Linked DNA regions of Mus musculus: all the other regions are linked to region 3. A link is a contact called in public Hi-C and HiChIP or PLAC-seq data. All regions are on one chromosome and are shown on one strand. The core of a region is the stretch at or near the end of the contact, and the rest is flanking DNA. Distances in the headings are between cores, read along the strand shown.

Evidence for each region. A called contact is a pair of places that touch in the nucleus more often than the background predicts. HiChIP or PLAC-seq counts read pairs in DNA pulled down with a chosen protein or histone mark.
Region 1: a contact with region 3 is called in an H3K27ac HiChIP or PLAC-seq map of extraembryonic endoderm stem cells. The contact joins the enhancer-like site here to the promoter of Yes1 in region 3. A contact is called at or near these places in 1 of 484 Hi-C or Micro-C datasets (nephron progenitors), 6 of 115 datasets of contacts at active chromatin or transcription factors (embryonic stem cells, extraembryonic endoderm stem cells, intestinal crypt epithelium and 1 more) and 4 of 9 other capture datasets (adipose tissue, embryonic stem cells, liver and 1 more).
Region 2: a contact with region 3 is called in a Hi-C map of nephron progenitors, with 4 times the contacts expected there. The contact joins the enhancer-like site here to the promoter of Yes1 in region 3. A contact is called at or near these places in 1 of 39 promoter capture datasets (3T3-L1-derived adipocytes), 21 of 484 Hi-C or Micro-C datasets (CD4 T cells, CD8 central memory T cells, the HL-1 cell line and 13 more), 10 of 115 datasets of contacts at active chromatin or transcription factors (effector CD8 T cells, embryonic stem cells, epiblast stem cells and 4 more) and 2 of 9 other capture datasets (adipose tissue and liver).

Annotation. Positions count from the first base shown.
Region 1 is chr5:32,681,471-32,685,693 of GRCm38.p6, forward strand. Yes1 (YES proto-oncogene 1, Src family tyrosine kinase) reads left to right here. Exons shown (of 12, transcript NM_001205132.1): 12 at 3,081-4,223. The coding sequence ends at 3,289. Among named protein-coding and RNA genes, the nearest start is that of Gm52771, 50 kb to the right of the region's middle. Within about 2 kb of position 1,516, at least 10 of the 459 cell types and tissues checked have an H3K27ac peak or open chromatin away from gene starts, as enhancers often do. A contact at or near this core is called in extraembryonic endoderm stem cells, where this site is marked.
Region 2 is chr5:32,712,045-32,716,664 of GRCm38.p6, forward strand. No RefSeq gene overlaps it. Among named protein-coding and RNA genes, the nearest start is that of Gm52771, 19 kb to the right of the region's middle. Within about 2 kb of position 2,112, at least 390 of the 459 cell types and tissues checked have an H3K27ac peak or open chromatin away from gene starts, as enhancers often do. A contact at or near this core is called in 3T3-L1-derived adipocytes, CD8 central memory T cells, the HL-1 cell line and 14 more, where this site is marked.
Region 3 is chr5:32,608,695-32,613,196 of GRCm38.p6, forward strand. Yes1 (YES proto-oncogene 1, Src family tyrosine kinase) reads left to right here and starts at 2,477. Exons shown (of 12, transcript NM_001205132.1): 1 at 2,477-2,681. Gm10461 (collagen alpha-1(II) chain) reads right to left here. Exons shown (of 2, transcript XM_030254958.1): 2 at 1-3,358. The coding sequence ends at 2,530.

The sequences.
Region 1 (4,223 bases), core at 266-2,765, 72 kb after region 3:
CTCTCCTCTTGCAGGGAAGGTGCACAGAAGTCAGGAGCTCAGATCCACCTCCTGATTCCTGGGGTCAGAGCCCTCGCTGGAGGCCGACTCTCCTCTGACAGAGAAGGTGTCCTGGGGTCTGGGTCTCAGCTCTGTCTCCTGACTGAGGATGAAAGCCCGAAGGGACCCTGTCCAAGAAGCTCTGTTGCTTCTGCTGCCCATGTGCTCTCCTGCATAGACTGGTCTCAGTGATCCCAAGATTCTGGGTGTGCTAGAGCCTGCCTTTGTCCTTTATCCCTGTTCCTGCACCAGACCTTCTGCGTTTTGGGAATGGATGTGTGTTTCACTCACCAGTGATCTCAAGACCCCAGATGTGCTATGGTGCCTGCAGCATGGAGAGTCCTCTGGGGACCTTGGGGCCCTCTGCCGAGATTGTGCCTAAGATCCTATTTTATTGCTACCTAACACAATCATAATGCTGGATAAAATCTACTTCTGCCCTCAATATACTAGTAAATATAGCCAGAGGGGGGAAAACACTTAAATTAAGGAATTTCACTTTGCGGTTTTAGTCATGGTCTACTTTCCATTTTGGCCACAATAGACAATCTAAAATCTGCTATCTTGCTACAAACAACTAGAGATTTAAACAGATCCATAATCCAGTTTTGTTTGGGTTTTTTTTTTTATTTCATGGTGATCAAGGAAGCTTCCTTTTTTTAAAAAATGAGTCCTATATTTATATAACATTTCTCCCCAATATTTTCTAAGTGAGCATACTGATGGAAGTCAAAACAAAGACATCAGTTTTTGTTTTCTTCAATGTTTTTTTTTTATTTGTTTTAACTGACCAAAGGAGAAAGAAGTCTAAGGAGGAATCTGTGAGAATGGAGCTGATAAATAAGGAGACTAAACTCTCATTAAATAGCCAACCTTATTCAGCACCTCAAACAGTTTGTACTCTGAGGGTTAAGAAAGGTCACATGAGTAAAGTTCTCATGAGTTCAAGCTGTGTAAAATTCCCATAGAGGCATAAAGAGGATAGTTTTAGCATCTAATTGATTTACAACCACAAACTAATGAACTATCTGAAGTAAACTCAAGTCCTATGCTACACCTAGGAGGAGCACAAAAACACATTCCAATAATAATTTCATGTTTTTCAAGAAACTTAGGTCACAAGACTTGTTTTCTTAGAATGTTCTCATAAGCACTCAGAATTCTCCTCACATGACACTATTCCTGGACTATGTTTCTCAACAGTGCTCTAGTAGAAGAGGCAAAATTAAACAAAACCTGAAGCCAGGTCTTGCCAAGGAAGAACCAGGTGATTTGACAGTACATTTACTGTTAAAACCGAATGTCCTGTAGAAAAACAAATCCACTGTGTGTAATTCAGAATGTCAACGTTGTCAGAAATAGTATCTGCTCAGGACCCCCACAATCAGGTTCTCAGCACAAAGGAGATTTGTTTGCCTCCGTGGGAGAGGGCAGTGAATAAGAGACAGACGAGAGATAGAGGACAAGGAGAAGGGGAGGGGAGAGGGAGAGAGGCGTATTTGCCCTGGAGGACAAAGGACTGCCTCTGGATAGAGACAGATGTGGCCCCTTAGGCAAATGGAGGCTTATAAAGGTAGAGGGGGAAATTCCATGTAAGAATAAGGTATTTAATTTTAATTGGGTGTATTCATTAGGTGAGCCAAAGGAAGCTTTTTTTTTTTGTTTTTTTTTTTTTTGTTTTGTGGCTTTTTCGAGACAGGGTTTCTCTGTATAGTCCTGGCTGTCCTGGAACTCACTTTGTAGACCAGGCTGGCCTCAAACTCAGAAATCCGCCTACCTCTGCCTCCTGAGTCAAAGGAGACTTTTGATTGCTAGACTTCAATACTTTGATAGCTGGGCCTTAGTGGTCAGCTTCAGGAGGAGGAAGTGGCCAAATAAAGGAAGAGACCTTAGTGGCCAGCTTTAGGTATGTAGTCTAATGGTTTTTAGAGAAAGACAAAGCCTACCAGAGCCATGCCCACCATGCTCAAGCTGGTCAGAGTCCCTTCAAACATAAAATAGGTCTATTGGTGCAAAATTTTATATTCTGTAGAAGAAAAATAAAGTCACAATTATTTATTGCGGTGGTTCTCAACTTTCCTAATGACCCTTTAATACAGAATTCTCATGTTGAGGTGACCCTAAACCATAAAATTATTTTTGTTGCTACTTCATAACTCTAAGTTTGCTATTGTTATGAATTGTAATATAAATATTTGATATGGAGGATCTCTTGGTATATGACCCTTGTGAAAGAGCTGTTTAACCCTCCAAAGAGGTTGTAGCCCACAGGTTGAAAACCGCTGATTTAGTGGGAGGAGGAAAGAGCCGTTTTAGTTACTGTGAAATGACAGTGTGACCAAGGCAACTCTTAAAAGGGAAGCACTTAACTGGGGAGTTGCTTTCAGTTTTAGAGGGTTAGTCCAGGGTCCCCAGGGCAGGGAGCATACAGACCTGGCAAGGAAGCAGTAGTTGAGAGCATTATATCCTGATGAGCAAGCATCAAGCAGAGAAAGAGAAAGAAACATTAGTCCTGGCATTGCCTTTAAAACCTCAAAGCATAGTCCTAGTGACACACCTCCAACAATGCCTAATCCTAAGGCCACACAATTCAGTTAACTGGTGACTAAGCATATTTGAGGTCATTCTCATTCAAATGCCCATAAACCTGGTATAGTTTTGTGTGCTTTAATCCCAGTACTTGAGAAGGAAAAACAGGTGGATCTTTGTGAGTTCCAAACCAACAGACAACAAAGTAAGACCATATCTCCTCTAGGAGACCCTAAAGCCTGCCTACATGGTGACACACTTCCTCCAACAAGACCACACATATTCCAACAAGGCCACACCTCCTAATAGTGCCACTTCCCATGGGCCAAGCATATTCAAACCACCACAGTCATATTAAAATACAGATTATTATTTAACATTTCTTTATATTAATTGATATGCCTTTTTACAAGATAAACTTGATGTTTCTTCAGCTACTAGCTAGGATGTTTACTCTCTTTTGGTATTTATGGCCAAGACTGTTGTTTTTAATATTTGAATCTTAACATTAGGTATGGTAAACCGTGAAGTATTGGAACAAGTAGAGCGGGGATACAGAATGCCTTGCCCCCAGGGCTGTCCCGAATCCCTCCATGAATTGATGAATCTTTGCTGGAAGAAGGATCCTGATGAAAGACCAACATTTGAATATATTCAGTCCTTCTTGGAAGACTACTTCACTGCTACAGAGCCACAGTACCAACCAGGAGAAAATTTATAATCCAAGTAACCTGTGTGCACAGATCTGCCAAAACAGAGAGACCTTGTGTGAGTTCTTCCTGCACAGAAATGAGAAGATATGCTTCACTCGGCATGTTTCTTATGGTAAACTGGAATTCCAGATACGGTTACTCAAAACCACTTTTTTTTTCTCCAAGCATTAAACTCTAAAGTACCAATGATGCATCTTACAGCATACTTCAGGGTCCAGAGAAAGTAGAGCTAGAGAGTGTGATTGTGGGTGTAGCATGGTAAGAAAGAGCAACAGGACTACTGGTCATTGCCTTTTCTTCCCCAAACTTGCCAAGAGAAAACTACTTCTTGGTATGTATAAAACTTGGCTGTTACTCCACAGGAAAATTCTAAGATCAAAGAACTTCATGGGACCAAATAATTCCATTCCAGTTTTTTAAATTTTCTAGAATTTTTTTTCTCAAAGTTTTTTTTTGTTTGTTTTGTTCTGTTTTTTCCCTGTTTAATAGTCAACATGCACTCCTATCAGAGGCCTCCTTTTGTGTGAAAATGGGCCAAGTCTTCCAAATGCAAAGGAATGGATTATAAACAGCATCAAAAACATTGATTTAAAAAGCCATGGAAGTTAGAAGCATAATACAGTATGCTCACACTTTGTCCAGAGAACTGGAAAGCAAAACAAATTTTTCATATCAGTCATGTCTTAAATTGTTCAGCTTTGAATAATGAAGGTAACCAGAAAGTGGATTAATCTTTTTACAAGGGTGTATTAATTTTTAAAGGGTTATATACAATTGAAATTATTCTATCCAGTCCAAGAGAAAAATCTTTTAATATTTGCATAGCATAAAAATAAAAAACAAACCTAACATTTAAGCAGTCAATTTTTAAACAATAAGTGGAGTACTATGAGGTGTTGCTAGTATGTTTTTATGATTATGGGCTCCACAAATAGAAAACAT
Region 2 (4,620 bases), core at 862-3,361, 100 kb after region 3:
TGGAAAGGGCACGAAGCCCTTGACCCTAGCTTCTAAGATTAAGTGAATCTTAGGTGGAGCTCCTTTTGATCCCAGTTGTTAACAATGAATTCTATCCCAGGTGGTTCCTGTTAGACCTTCTGTGTTTGTATTCCTCTGTTTTATGTAAGAATCCAGTAACCTCTTTGTACCTTGCGAGTGTGTCACCCAACTTCCTTATTGTCTTCTGTATAAAAAGTTTGATGCTCGATTTGACACATTACATTCAGATTCTACAGAACCTCTCCTGTGTGCATCTATCTGTCAATTCATGCACCCTTTACCCACCTGCAACTAGAGACCCATTCCACGCAGACAAAGGGATCCAGAGGGTCTGCGGCAGATGACTGCCTAGACCATCCTGTGCTACATATACTGCTAGAACCACAAGTTCCACCATGTGTTTTCATTGATTGGTGGTTTAGATCCAAGGAGCTCTGGGGGTACTGGTTAATTCATATTGATGTTCCTCCTATGGGGCTGCAAACCCCTTCAGCTCCTTGGATACTTTCTCTAGCTCCTTCTTGGTTGGAACAAAAGACATCAGGATGGGGGTGAATATTATAGCTTAGTGGTAAAGTGCTTACCTAACATGGACACATCCCTGAGTCAGCACATCTCATAATCCAGCCCAGGGCACTTGTAGACATCACAGCAGTTCTGTGAGCAATTCACATCTCTTCCCTCACATATGGCTCAGATCTGAAGCCAGATTTCTAATCCCAATGTCTGCACTTTGGATCCTTTTTTGAGAACTCTGGAGTAGACACTAGCAAAAGAAATGCCAGAAGAGTCTTCCTAAGCAGTAGGTTGCACTAAATTAAGGCATCTTCTCTCTGGAACCATGGCTCTACAGAGAAGTGAGAAGTCTGTCCTTGCAGATGATGGGTGTCAGTGAACGTTGGGATGTGCCTAAGGCAGTGGAGTGGATATCAAAACTAGCTAAATTCAAGCCATTGTGGTTCACAGGCCATGCAACTATTTCTGAGGTAATAAAGCTGCTGCTTCTGCTATCTCAGTCATTTACTATTTATTTGATGTTCTTGAGAGGTCAGAACAATTCCTAAAATTCTCAAAAATTCTCATGGCACAAGTCCCTCATACAAATAAAAGCTGATGTTTGCATGAGTATCTGAGTGTCACACTGAGTATCACACACACAGCACAAATGAACCCATGTGCAGCAGCATCACATAAAGAGCCACACCTGTACCCATGTGCTACAGCAACACATACCAGGCACACCTGAACACATGTACAGCATCATCTAACACCTGGATCACATGTAAAGTGGCATCACACACCAGGCAAACTCCAGGACACATGAACAGCAGCATCACACACCAGGCCCACATGTCCACATGTGCAGCAGCATCACATACCAGGCCCACATGTCCACATGTGCAGCAGCATCACATACCAGGCCCACATGTCCACATGTGCAGCAGAATCACACTCCCGGCACACATGTAAAGTGGCAACACACACTAGGCATACATTTACAGGTTAATAACACACCAGGCACACATGTACACAAGTACAGCAGCATCACACAACAGGCACACATGTAAACATGTGCAACAGCATGACACATCAGGCACACATATTTACATGTGCAGCAGCATCACATACGAGGGACCCATGTTCACATGTACATTGGCATCACACAACAGGCACACATGTACACATGTACACATGTACAGCTGCAGCACACGTCAACAGGCGAGGAGTGGTGACGGGTCGCCCAAGGCTCTTCGGTCAGGACCTGACCCGGTGACGTCACTGGAGTCGCCGGGGGTAACGGTAGTCGCTGCGGGGAAACCGGAGATCAGGTCGCGCTGCTCAGAGGTGGCGACGCGGAGAGGACCAGGAAAACTGGGTTCGGCAAGGAGAGGAACTACGCATGCGGCATGCCCTGTTTGTTTCCGGGCAGCGAACTCAAAACCGGAAATCCTCGTCGTCGCTGACGCTCCGAGTTCTTCCCTAGAAGAACTCACTTCCTGTTGGGAACGGAGGAACTTCCTGTCTGGCGCAGGAAGTTAGTGTTTAAGCATGCTGGGAGTTGTAGTCATTTCCTGCCTCGGGTGTTACTTCCTGTTTGCTACAGGAAGTGACATCACAAAAGCACCGAGGCAAGGTGGGAGTTGTAGGTCCCACCTGTGTAGCTCCAGATACAATCTCCCGGTAACCTACTGTTTTAAAACGCGACCCCGTCACCGGGTCGAAGCCGCTCGACTGCCCGCCCTTCCCTCAGGCTGGCCGGTTGACCGCAGGCAAATCCATATCCTTTGACACCGACCGGAGCGGAGCGTTGGAGTGACAACTTGTCGCCACCGGGTGGCGCGCGAGAGAAACCGTCTCGGGGTTCAACCCAGAGACACCCAGTCTCAGAAAAAAAAAAAATTCAATAAAGAAATAATTCTGAATAAATAAATAAATAAATAAATAAATCTAAACCTTTAAAAATTTAAAAATAAAAAATAGGAGGAGTTGAAGATTTAGCTCAGTGGTAGAGTGCTTGCCTAGCAAGTGCAAGGCCCTGGGTTCGGTCCTCAGCTCTGGGGGGGGGGGGGGGAGACAAAAAAATAGGAAAAAATACCAGCTGAGTCTCGAAAAAAAAAACCAAGACTAAATTAATTAAAGAAATGACTAATGGCTGGGCGTGGTGGCGCACGCCTTTAATCCCAGCGCTCGGGAGGCAGAGGCAGGTGGATTTCTGAGTTCGAGGCCAGCCTGGTCTACAGAGTGAGTTCCAGGACAGCCAGGGCAATACAGAGAAACCCTGTCTCGAAAAAAAGCAAAAAGAAAGAAAGAAAGAAGAAAGAAAGAAAGAAAGAAAGAAAGAAAGAAAGAAAGAAAGAAAGAAAGAAAGAAAGAAAGAAAGAAAAAAGAGAGAGAGAGAGAAAGAGAAAGAAAGAAAGAAAGGAAAGAAAGAAAGGAAAGAAAGAAAGAAAGAGAAAGAAAGAAAGAAAGGAAAGAAAGAAAGGAAAGAAAGAAAGGAAAGAAAGAAAGGAAAGAAAGGAAAGAAAGGAAGAAAGGAAAGAAAGAAAGAAAGGAAAGAAAGGAAAGAAAGAAAGGAAAGAAAGGAAGAAAGAAAGGAAAGAAAGGAAGAAAGGAAGAAAGAAAGAAAGGAAGAAAGAAAGAAAGAAAGGAAAGAAAGAAAGAGAAAGGAAGAAAGAGAAAGGAAGGAAAGAAAGGAAGAAAGGAAAGAAAGAAAGAAAGGAAAGAAAGGAAAGAAAGGAAGAAAGAAAGAAAGGAAAGAAAGGAAGAAAGAAAGAAAGAAAGGAAAGAAAGAGAAAGAAAGAAAGAGAAAGGAAGAAAGAGAAAGGACGAAAGAAAGAAAGAAAGAAAGAAAGAAAGAAAGAAAGAAAGAAAGAAAGAAAGAAAGAAAAGAAATGACTAGATAAATGAATTTTAAAAATTTAAACATTTGAAGATCTCCGAGTTCAAGGTCATGGGATTAGAGGTGTGGTGGCGCCACATGGTTATATGGCGCATGTGGTTATGGTTGGGGTTAGTTTTAGGATTAGAGGGTGGTTTGAGTTTAGGGGTTAGTGGTTAGGGTTACAGTTTTATGGTTAGTGTTTGGGTTAGGGTTAGGCTTATAGGGTTAAGATTAGAGGGTTAGAGTTAAGGGTTAGGGTTGCTAGGCTTGGGATTAGGGCTAGAGAGGCTAGAGTGAGGGTGAATGTGAGGGTTAGGGTTCAGCGTTTGGGTTCAAGGTTAGTGTTCACTTCTAGGGTTAGGGTTAGGGTTAAATTTAGGATGTTAGGGATAGGTTTGTTAGGGTTATGGGGGTTAAGGTTAGGGTGAGTGTGAATGTGAAGGTGACAGTTCAGGGTTAGGATTCAGGGCTAGGGTTTCATTTCAGGGTTAGGGTTAGGGTTAGTCTGTGAATTAGGTTTAGGAGTTAGGGGGTAGGGGTTAATGGTTAGGGTTAGGGGTTCCATTTAGGGGTTAGGGCTAGTGTTAGAGTTGTTAAGGTTAGGGTTGTTAGATTTAAAGTCAGAGTGGTTAGAGTTTGGATGAGGGTGTTGGTGAAGGTGAAGGTTCAGGGTTAGGATTCAGGGTTAGGTTTTGGTTTCAGGGTTAGAGCTATGGGTTAGTTTTAGGGGTTAGTGTTTGGGTTTGCCTTATTTTAGGGGTTAGGTGATACGGGTTAGGGGTTAGGGTTAAGGTTATGGTTATGTGTAGGGTGGTTAGGGTTTTATGTTTAGGGTTACGATTAGGGTTCAGGGTTCCTGGTTTGGGTTCCGTTTATGGGGAGCTATGGTTTTGGGAGTTAAGGAATAAGGCTTATGGGTTATATAGGGCATAGGATATGAAACTAGCTTTAGGGGGGGTTATTTGGGGGGTTTGGATTAGAGTTAGAGGGTTATGGTTATGGGTTAGGATTAGTTTTTAGGGATTAGGGTTAGGGTTAGGGACAGTGTTAGGGTTGTTAAGGTTAGGGTCATGGTTAATGGGGTTATGGTGAGGATGAATGTCAGGCTGAGGGTTCAGGGTTAGGGTTATGTGTTAGTGGTTAGTGTTTTGTTTAGGGTGTTAGGTTTCATAGATTAGGGTTAGTCTGTTAGGTTTAGGAATATAGCGTCAAGGTTA
Region 3 (4,502 bases), core at 1,227-3,726:
AGGCAAAGCCAGGACAGCACAGATACATGCCATGTGTACACAAGGACATCCTGCTCCTAGCGCGTAAAAGTTATCTTTGAAAACTCTTTCTAGGTCTGGAGAGATGGCTTAGCGGTTAAGAGCACTGGCTGCTCTCCCAGAGGTCCTGAGTTCAATTCCCAGCAACCACATGGTGGCTCACAACCATCTGTGATGAGATCTGACGCCCCTTCTGGTGTGTCTGAAAACAGCTACACTGTACTCACATAAAAATAAATAAATCTTTAAAAGGAAAAAAAAAAAAGAAAAGAAAAGTCTGTCTCGTAGTAGGGATGGTGGAGATCATACAGTGCATGGCTTCCCACTGTTGCAGGAAGAAAAACTCATTACCAGGACCTTAGTGAAGTGGGCAAATCTCTCCCCGAAAGCACTTTATTCTAAGCAAGAACATTTCCAGGCAGAATCATAGGTTCCATTGGTCATCATCAGTTCAACTTCTAATAATTCAAACTTCCAGCCAACTTTGATAAGTAAGAACACCTTAGTTTTAGAAATACCTAATATAGTTCAAATTTTCCACTGGCCTTCCCCTTCCTTCCTAGGGCTGATTTTCCCAGAAGTTTCAAGATAGGTCTTAACACACTGTAACATTGTGAAGAGGGATGCATGAGCCGACACTCACCTGACCATTTCAGAAACAGGGTTTTAGCTATGACTAGTTTCTATAACAACAAAATTTCCCAGCAAAATTTCCCAGATCCTGTCACCATCTTTAAGAATATTTCTAAAATAGCCATTAAATGTAACCTTTAAGTTGTAGGTGTATTTTTGATACTCTCTCCCTACCTTAAAGTACAGAAATTGTGTGTGATGGTACCTACTTGTAACCCCAGAAACTGGGAGGTAGAGACAGGAGAAGGAGGGGCTCAAAAATCATCCTCAGCTACACAGCAAGTTCAAAGCTATCCTGGGCTACACAAGACTCTGTCTCAAAAAAGCAAGCAAAGTAAAACAAAATAAAATATAAAACAAATTCAAAACAGGTTAGACTAACATTGAGAGGGTTTTTGTTTGTTGTCTTTTAAATTGGGAGAGTTTAGGGTCACAAATATATTTCTATTTTATCTGTAGGTTTAGAAAGGCAACAGCTCAAGTAACTAACGTTCTAGTTTCAAGAAAAAACTTGCTGGGCGGTGGTGGCGCACGCCTTTAATCCTAGCACTTGGTAGGCAGAGGCAGGGGGATTTCTGAGTTCGAGGCCAGCCTGGTCTACAAAGTGGGTTCCAGGACAGCCAGAGCTATACAGAGAAAAACAAAAAAACAAAAAAACAAAAAAAAAAAAAAAACAAAACAAAACAAAAAAACCCCTTAATGCACCAGTCAATGGCAAAATAAAGCACCGCGCTACATCACACATAGTTGTTCATGTGGATTCCCATTCCTTTCTCTGAAGAAACTTTTTAAAGCTGTGTGCATTTAAGTTGCTAAAGTACCAGACTACTGACGGAGTTGATATGTCAAAGATGATGCTGAATTTCTCTGAAAACCACAAAGGAAACCAACAGTCCCACATTAATACTTCGAATAACCCCACCAAAGAGGAAATACAAAAGGGAAATTAAGAGTGTGATAAGGCAGACGTGCCTTTAGCAGGAGTACTTCTAGATTGTCTTTTGACCCTCTCAATCTTGTACCTCAGTTCCTCCTAAACCCTTCCTTTTTCTACAAGGCAAGCAGAAAAAACGATGCAAGGCCTTCGGAGGGAAAACAAACAAAAAACCTTTCATCTTGACTTCTTCACTTCAAGGGGCCCAAACGTCAGCTTTCATAGCTGTCAAGAAGAGTCACAGTGCCTGTCCGGGTTCCCTATTACGAGGATCAAATACAATGCTGTCCCACTCTAAGTGAGAGCCACCATTCCTGGGAGAATTGCCAACACAACTCAGGTTCGGTTCTACTCGCGCGGCAAGGCTGGTTCGACCTACAGTCAACAGGAAGCTTCTGCGGCCAGACGAGAACCAAGGTGTCAGCACTGCCCTGATGGCTCACGCGGTTCGACTGTGATTTTACTATCAGTGACAAAGGGTGCGGAGGCACAAAGCTGAGAAATGAACAGTCAACCTTTCTCCAAAGAACCCCAACCCCGATCACCCTCCGAAAACAAAGCCCCACACCCCTCAGTGTTTCGGTGAGCCAGGCGGAGCCCCGCTTCGCCCGTTGCGGTAGTCGGCGTGCGGGCAAGGCAGGGAACCACATGCCGCTGCTGCTTTCTCCTCACGCCCCCTCGGGAGCACGCCTGACCCCTGGCGCCATGTTGGGCCGGCAGGCACGACACGGCCGGGCCTCCCAGCGGCCCGCGGACCCCGCGCAGAGCTCCCGCGCCGGAAGGCGCTCCCAGCAGACAGCAGAGCGCGAGTTCCGGTGAGCGGGCGCGCGCAGGTAGCCGCAACCCCCGCCCCGCGCGCGATCCGGAGCGGAGGGGCGGGGCCGGCGGCGAGAGGAGGAGAGAGGGAGGCCGCGGGGTGCGGGCGTCCGGGAGTTCCCTCCTCCTCAAGTAAAGCGTCCCGGGCCGGCTGCGCCGCCGTCGCTGCCTCCTGGCGCCCCGCGACCTGGAGGTGGAGAAGGGAGAGGGACCCGCGGGCGTCCACCTCGGCCGGCCGCCTTCTCCCCGCGGCGACCCGTGCGAGTGCGGCCGGACTCAGGTAAGCTCGCGGCGTGGCCTCGCGACGTAGGCAGCTGACCCGGACCGGGCAGCTCTAGGCCTCGGCATCCACCCTCCTGCTCCCGGGCTTCTCGAGGCGCCGCCGCCCCTGCCGCTGTCCGCCTACTGGTCCCGGAGTCTGGAAGTTGAGGAGAAACTTCTCCCCTCCCGCGGTCTGGCTGGCGGGCGTGAGTGTCTCGTCTCCTGGGCTCACTACCTGCTTGCCCAGTGCCTCGGTCTCCGCCCTGTCCAGTACTTCCCGATTCTGCGGGAGTCCGGATAGTGGTCCAGCCTATGTGGTGCCGCCGCTGCACCCTCCACCCCAAAGGACGTGGGGTCACTCCCGAATGAGGACCAGAGGGTAGGGCAGCGGCCCCTTCTCGTCCTAGCGGCTGGAGGTCTGTGTCGCCGGACGCCCGCAGCAACTGTCTGGAGCGAGGAGTGGAACTCGTGGAGCGAGCGGGTGAGCGGCGGGTTGTACTTGGTTTGATTGCAAACCACGACCTGTTTATAAAGTTTTCCTTTGTTTGGGTTTGAGGGTGTTGGGACGTGTTACAATCAGCGGCCACTTTTAAGTGCCTTGCCACTCCGCCTCCCCGTGAGTTCGGTTCTCTGTCCTCCTGTGTCAACGAAAATTTTGTTTGTGTTTTGCTTCTTGATAATTGCTTCCAGCTTTTGCTTTATTGGGCTTGAGAAAGAGTTGTTTTTAAAAAGTGGGAATATCGTTTCTGGTATAGGGATTGTGAATGGGGCATAGCGTAGTTTTGATGTAGTTATTCTTTGCATAAGTGATTGGAACAGCAGTGGAAATGACAGTTATCAAAGTAAATAAACGAAAAGTATGCAGTTGAAACATAACTTTGTACCTCTCTTGTGTGTTCCACAGCTGTGTTTTTTACATGTGATTTCACAGGATATTTCGGTATGGTATATTCATGTATTTCGTGTAAAATTACTGACCAAAATTGGCAATTGAAAGTGAGTTTAAACATCCTGTTAAATTTCTAAATTTAAATTACTCACTAATGAAAATGTTATTAAGTGTGCATGTGTGACTCAATTTAAGGCCAAATGTGTGCTACCTCTATTAACCAGCACAATGGTGTGGACTAGAAACATTTTGAGTGGGCAGATAGGGAGTGTTAAATTAAAAGCCAAAGTTCTTATATGCAACATATATGAGAGAGAATACAACTGTAGGAAAGTTGTTCTTCAGGAATTTTTTCCGCTTGCTAAATGCATTTAGCTATATCTTATTTTTGAATACCAGCAAAACCTCAGTGAAAATGTAGATGCTGGTTGACATTTCAGTAGGTCCTAAATTTAGGGGAGGGAGAAGATTGCCTTTGATTGAAACTTAGATACAAGACTGTTTATATTCCATATTTCCAGGATAAAATAAAAGCTTTTAAAATGTGTGCTTTGCCATAAAACTACGGTAATGTTATACCTTTAATTTTGTAGCTAGTTTTTGCTGACTTCACAAACCACAAAATTGACTCCTTTCTGTTCAACTGAAAGTGAAATTACAGCCTTGACCTGTCTTCTTGGGATAGGTGTGAAATTTATCTCATGGCCAAAGGATAATATTAATATATAGTCAAAAATTGTTTTTAGTTGAAGAAATTCTCAAAAAAACCCATTGTCTTTGCAAATAAAATTTTATTTCATTGCATATATAAATAAAAGAATATGCTAAAAGAGTAGTGAAATATTACTACTTGTATACTTGTTTAAATCCTTGTTTACTTACAGTTCAAATTTGCATAGTTCTAACAGTAATAGCATACTACTGTGGGTAATTTAAAAAAATATATTTTAT